Regions from separate parts of the Podarcis muralis genome. Here region 1 is linked to region 2. A link is a contact called in public Hi-C data. All regions are on one chromosome and are shown on one strand. The core of a region is the stretch at or near the end of the contact, and the rest is flanking DNA. Distances in the headings are between cores, read along the strand shown. Region 1 holds the start of SMG6 (SMG6 nonsense mediated mRNA decay factor). Region 2 holds the start of OVCA2 (OVCA2 serine hydrolase domain containing).

Region 1 (2,986 bases), core at 227-2,726, 160 kb after region 2:
GTGTTTTCTTAAAAGAAAAACCAGAACTAGCGTCAGCTCCTGAGAGAGGAAGAAAAGGGGCTGTTTGTTTGTGGGTAAGTTGGGGGGAAGCCAAGCTCTCCTGAGGGCTGCTCTACCAGTGGAGGCCAGAAGGGGGCGTCTTCTCGTCCTTATTGCTTTCCAGGGAAAAGGGTGGGATCCGGACGTCGAAGTGGGAGCCGTCGGGCCGCTCAAAGCGGAAAGTGCCCCTACGGAGCAAAAGCAGAGCTCAGAGTGAGGGCTGACCCAGAGCAGGTTAGGGGGCGGGCGGGGGGACACAACCAAGTCACTCTGTTCGGGGCCACTCCCGTTTATTATTTCTTAAAACCTGTTAGCTCAGGAGGACTGCACTGCCACAATAGGTAAGAGAAAACATATCTGTACTGCAATTTTAACTCTACCATAAAAAGAGCTCTGCTGGGTCAAGCCCAAAGGGGCCCATCTAGTCCGGCATCCTGTTCTCACGGTGGCCGACCAGATTCCCCAAAGGGAAAACCACAAGCCCTCTCCCCTCCTGGGGTTTCCAGCAACTGATAACTAAAAGCATTTCTGCCCCCAACCATGGCAGCAGAGAGTAGCCATCGTGGGTAGCAGCCGTCGATAGTCCTCTCCTCCTTCTTATCCGTTAGCTAGTCTCCTCTCCCCCCTCCGATACTTTCCATCTTTCCTTCCTTTACACTTCCCAACGAGTCTGGCAGCTGATGCTGCACATTCTTTTTAAAGCAGCTCGTCAGAACCAGGGTGGGCTGGGGGAACTGGGTTGCATCCAGCTGAATTTTACTCCTAGAGCAGAGTCAGTTAAATTAACAGACCTAATTTCAGCCAGTCTGCTCTGAGTAGGACAAACATCAGATAAAGCCTATTATTGGCAGAGACATCTAACAGCAAAGCTCTTCCGTTTATGAACACATTTCATAAACATACCAGGCAGGAAAAGGGAAACTTCCACTTGTGTGGCAGTTAACGTAAGAATGTAAGCAGTGGCTGCTGGATCAGGCCAAAGGGGGCCCAAAACAGTCCAGGTTCCTGTTCTCACAGCATCCTACCAGATCTCCCCCCGCCTGTGGTTTCTAGCCACTGGCATTCAGAAGCAATGCTGCCTCCAACTGTGGAGACAGGGCAGAGCCATTGTGGCTGGCAATAGGTGATACTGGGTTAAGATTTGATGATCAGAAGTGGCCAGGGCCAACCTGAGGGGCCTGTAAAGACCAGCCCTCTGATTCAATACATTCCCAAGGCAAGTTTCTCACCCCACCTGGCCAACCTGCCCGTTCAGCCACCTGGCCGCCGCCGCCACCTTGGGGAGGCTGCCCCCAGGGAAGCTGGCTTCCCACCCTCCTCTCTGGTCTTTCCTGCTGTGGCTCTGGAAGCCTCCGGTTCCTTACCACATGTGGCCGCTGGATGCTTGCAGGGAGACATGGCTGCTGTACTGGAAGGCTGGCTGTTCTTTGGACAGGACTGGCTCCTGGGGAGAGAAAACAAAGCATCACTGCAACGCGCTCTACGTGGGGCTACCTTTGAAGGTGACCCGGAAACTGCAATTAATCCAGAATGCGGCAGCTAGACTGGTGACTGGGAGTGGCCGCCGGGACCACATAACACCGGTTCTGAGAGATCTGCATTGGCTCCCAGTACGTTTCCGAGCACAATTCAAAGTGTTGGTGCTGACCTTGAAAGCCCTAAACGGCCTCGGTCCAGTATACCTGAAGGAGCGTCTCCACCCCCATCGTTCAGCCCAGACACTGAGATCCAGCGCCGAGGGCCTTCTGGCGGTTCCCTCATTGTGAGAAGTAAGGTTACAGGGAACCAGGCAGAGGGCCTTCTCGGTAGTGGCGCCTGCCCTGTGGAACGCCCTCCCAGCAGATGTCAAAGCAATAAACAACTATTTTACTTTTAAAAGTCATCTGAAGGCAGCCCTCTTTAGGGAAGTTTTTAATGTTTGATGCTGTACTGTTTTTAATATTCAGTTGGAAGCCACGCAGAGTGGCTGGGGAAACCCAGCCAGATGGGCGGGGTATAAATAATAAATTATTATTATTATTATCACTGGAGAGCCATCTTCCGCCTCACCTCCTGCTCTGCAATAAGAACGACCCTCACCAACCATCTGGGGGCTGATGGGAATTGTTCATGCTAAACTGCTTTGTTCTGTTTGAGACTTCTTCCAGGAAGAAGAACACAAGACCGGCTGCAAGACCTGGAAGACCCTGCAGGCCCTTTTCCACCTGGCCTGGGTGGGAGGGGACCTGGCTGACTCCAGCTACAAAAGCTGAGGCCAGAGACCACCTTGGCTGTCTTTCAGTGCAGACCCAGGTCTTCCAGCCTGAGCTTCCACAGCTGCTGCCCGCTGTGAACCACCACTGGCAGGATTGGCAGCAACAGCAGCAGACACGTTCTATGCTTAAGACAATATTTCATTCTCTTGCCAATTATGCTGTTTTAAATGTGCATTTTATAGCTGACTTCCTTCAGTAATGTTTTCCTTTGATATGTTAAAGATTTATTTTTTTGTTAACTTTGCTGCATTAAATGTGCATTCTGCAGCTGACCTCTTTTGCAATGTTTCATTTTGAAATATTTTAAGATAATATCTCAGCTTCCTGTATTATGTGGCTTTGAATGTATACTTTATATTTGACTTTCTTCAGTAATGTTTTAATGTTGGGTTGTTAAACCACTTTGAGATTTTGTGTTCTTAAAAATATAGATACAGAAACGAAATGAATATTAACAATCATGGTAGGAGCCTGCGGCTGCATCAAACCAATGGCCCATCCTGTTGTCACAGTAGCCCATCAGGAACCCCAGTGAGTAGACCTTTGGCAAAACCCGAGCACAAGAGACCCCTCCCCTCCTGCAGAGCCAGCCACTGGTACTCAGAAGCAAGAGATAAAAGGCCAGTTTTAAACCCCCTCCAGGGGGGGGCACTTACTCTCCCCACGACCCCTCGGCCGCGGACTGTCTCCAG
Region 2 (2,984 bases), core at 423-2,922:
TTCGAGAACACTGTCCAACCATCTCGTCCTCTGTCGTCCCCTTCTCCTTGTGCCCTCCATCTTTCCCAACATCAGGGTCTTTTCCAGGGAGTCTTCTCTTCTCATGAGGTGGCCAAAGTACTGGAGTTTCAGCTTCACGATCTGTCCTTCCAGTGAGCACTCAAACATGGGGATTAGTAGCTAATAAAAGTTGGGGTTCTCTTTTGTTTGGGGCTTCTATCTTGTTCCACCTGGTGGCAGGTGGGAGTCCTGTCGCGACAGTCTTCAATCAAGACCAAGCCTACTGGCTGCTGTTTTGCTCTGGTATTCCTGGCTGGTGTCCTTGTTTTTTGTCCAAGGGAGCCCTCAGATTTCTCCGTTAACACTTGTAATGTCTCCACTACCCTTGAGAAGGGGTAAGGTCCCCAAACGCCTGGCTGTGGGTGCAAGAGGAGAGCCAGGCCCCTCTGCTATGCAGCCTGTTTGGGACAGGAGTCCCTCTTTACAAAATACACTCAAAAATGCAGTCAAAACTGAAAAGCGGCTGCTGCACAGTGGAGAGAGTTCATTCCATCACCATCTTTTTATTATTTGTATCCCACCCATCTGCCTCGGTTGCTCCAGCCACTCTGGGCAGCTTACAACATATATAAAAACATAATAAAACATTAAACATTAAAGGTTGTATAGTTATTCATCTCTTTGGTTCAGGGCAGTGGCGTAGCGTGGGTTGTCAGCACCCGGGGCAAGGCAAGTAATTTGCGCCCCTAACCCGTGGATTTGCGCCCCCTAACCCGTGGATTTGCGCCCCCTAACCTGTGGATTTGCCCTAACCCCAGATGTTGCGCCCGGTGCGGCCGGCCCCCCCTGCACCCCCCACGCTACGCCACTGGTTCAGGGTCACATCTCCATACTCTCCAAGCTTTCTCCGATGAAGATAAGGGCATCCTAGGGAAAAGAGGGGCACTCTGGGATCAAATCAGAAACCAGAGTGGCTTCTGTAAATCCGGAGCTGTCCCTGGAAAATAGGGACACTTGGGAGGGTCTGAAAATGCCACAAAAAAGGCTGTTCAGTTGCCCAAATCTGTACAGGGTCTCCTAGCTGCCTTAATGTGAAATTAATTTCCGTTCCCCTAAATAATTTGAGATCTGCCTTAGAAATCCCAAAGTAAATAAGTAGCTTAAGGCTGCCATCCTAAACATGCACACTTACCTGGGAGCAAGACCTGTATCACTCAGTGGGGCTTACTTGTGAGTAAGCATTCACTGTTAGTGTTTGTAGGCAAGGCAGTGGAGGGAAAGGGTCCTCCGTGTGAGATTTGAAAAGACCGTGGCAGGATTGCTCTCTTTATTTTTGCACAGAAAGAGGAGGTTGGGGCAGGCGATGAATTTAAGGCCACTGTTTTTTTGCATGGGAATCCTACCCGCCTCTGGTGTCCTACCTTGCAGGGCTGTCGTGAGCCTCCTCTCGCCTGCTCTTTTCTCCCCTGGCAGACCCAGGGGGAAGCAGGCAATAGTTTCGCCTTGGCAGGCATCTGAAGTGCTACGCGCAGAGATGGAATCAGACCTGAGAGCCAGATCTCCATGAGCGAGCCCGGAATTCACCTCCAAACCCCGAATAGAGTTCACTCTACATCTTTGCTAGCTCTACGGTACGAGAAGGGCGTTTCCGGCCTCCTAACCATAGACGCTGCAAAGAGGAGCGTCGCTTCCGGCTCCCCTCGTTCTACTTCCCACCCGGATGCGGCATGTCCTCCCGCGGGGGCGGCGGGTTGCGGCTGCTCTGTCTCCATGGATACCGGCAGAGCGCGGACATCTTCCGCGCGCGAACCGGGTCCCTGCGCAAGGCCCTCCGCGGGCGCGCGGAGCTCCTGTACGTGGACGCGCCCCATTCGGTGGACGCGCCTCTCCCGTCAGGTGAGGGGCGGGGCCTCCCAGTGACGTCACGGGCGCCTCCCCTGACGTCACTCCAGGAGAGCCCTGCCATTGGCCAGGCTGATTGGGTGTCGGGTGTTCCTCTGGGCATGTGCAGAGTGCGATTCTCCCCCCCCACCTCAAAAAACCTCTTCCGCCTCCCAGAGGGGCAACTAATCAGGAGGAAATCTCGTTAATCCATTTTGTGAACTTTTTTTTAAAAAAAAGAAATCTGCCGGGCCAGCAGCCCCTTCGTGGCGGGCGAGAGGGCTGCCGAGGACGGGCTCCGAGGGGCCAGCGTGGCTCCCAAGGGCAGGGACTGGGAACCCCAGGAGGGGAGGGAGGCTCTGGGGCTCGGATCCCGTTTGCTGGGGGGGCATCGGCCACCGTGAGAAGAGGAGGCTGGGCAAGGTGGGCCCCTCTTGGGCCGGACCCTGCAGCCTCTTCGGATGTCCTCCTGAGCTGCCAGGAAGGAGACCTTGGAGTTTCCCAAACAGGCTTTCTCCCGCAGTTTTTGGACTCCATCTCCCATCCCCCCTAGCTAGCGGGACCAGTGCTCAGGGGTGATGGGAATTGTAGTCCCCAAACAGCTGGAGACCCAAGTTTGGGAAACCCGCCTCTAGTTTAATGAAGATGTTGCATGTGGTGTGCAGCAGCAGCTGCTGCCCCCCCCCCCGTCCTGCTGCTTTGTGGGCTTCCCTTGGGGGGGCATCTGGCTGACCACTGTGGCAACAGGAGGCTGCACTAGATGCCTCCCCCCCCCCTTGGCCTAATCCAGCTGCTGTAGGGCTCTTCTTCGGTTTCTCCATCTGTTCTCAGCCACAGATCCCGCATTGAGCAGGCTCAGGTGTGTTTGTTAGCGGAAGGAACTGGAGTGTAGGGGCAGATCAGCTGCTTCGCTGGAAGAAAGTCCCAGGTTGAATCCCTGGCCTCTCCAGTTAAGAAAAAGCTCCAGCAAAATCCTGGTTTCCAAACCCATGGCAAAAAATCCCAGTGAAGCCTGTAAAATACATTGCGGTTGGTAAAGTCCCTGTTGCCTTAAGCGAGTCCTTTCTCTTTCCCCGGCAGGGATGGAGACCCTACCATTAGTG

Evidence for each region. A called contact is a pair of places that touch in the nucleus more often than the background predicts.
Region 1: a contact with region 2 is called in a Hi-C map of blood, with 4 times the contacts expected there. The contact joins the promoter of SMG6 here to the promoter of OVCA2 in region 2. A contact is called at or near these places in 2 of 3 Hi-C or Micro-C datasets (blood and tail).

What each region holds. Positions count from the first base shown.
Region 1 is chr15:45,057,147-45,060,132 of rPodMur119.hap1.1, forward strand. SMG6 (SMG6 nonsense mediated mRNA decay factor) reads right to left here and starts at 1,477. Exons shown (of 19, transcript XM_028707981.2): 1 at 1,404-1,477. The coding sequence starts at 1,437. It overlaps POLDIP2 (DNA polymerase delta interacting protein 2), which reads right to left. Exons shown (of 11, transcript XM_028707986.2): 9 at 2,951-2,986; 10 at 1,404-1,483; 11 at 1-227. The coding sequence ends at 113.
Region 2 is chr15:44,897,702-44,900,685 of rPodMur119.hap1.1, forward strand. OVCA2 (OVCA2 serine hydrolase domain containing) reads left to right here and starts at 1,673. Exons shown (of 2, transcript XM_028708526.2): 1 at 1,673-1,896. The coding sequence starts at 1,728. The region is part of intron 12 of DPH1 (diphthamide biosynthesis 1); the gene reads left to right.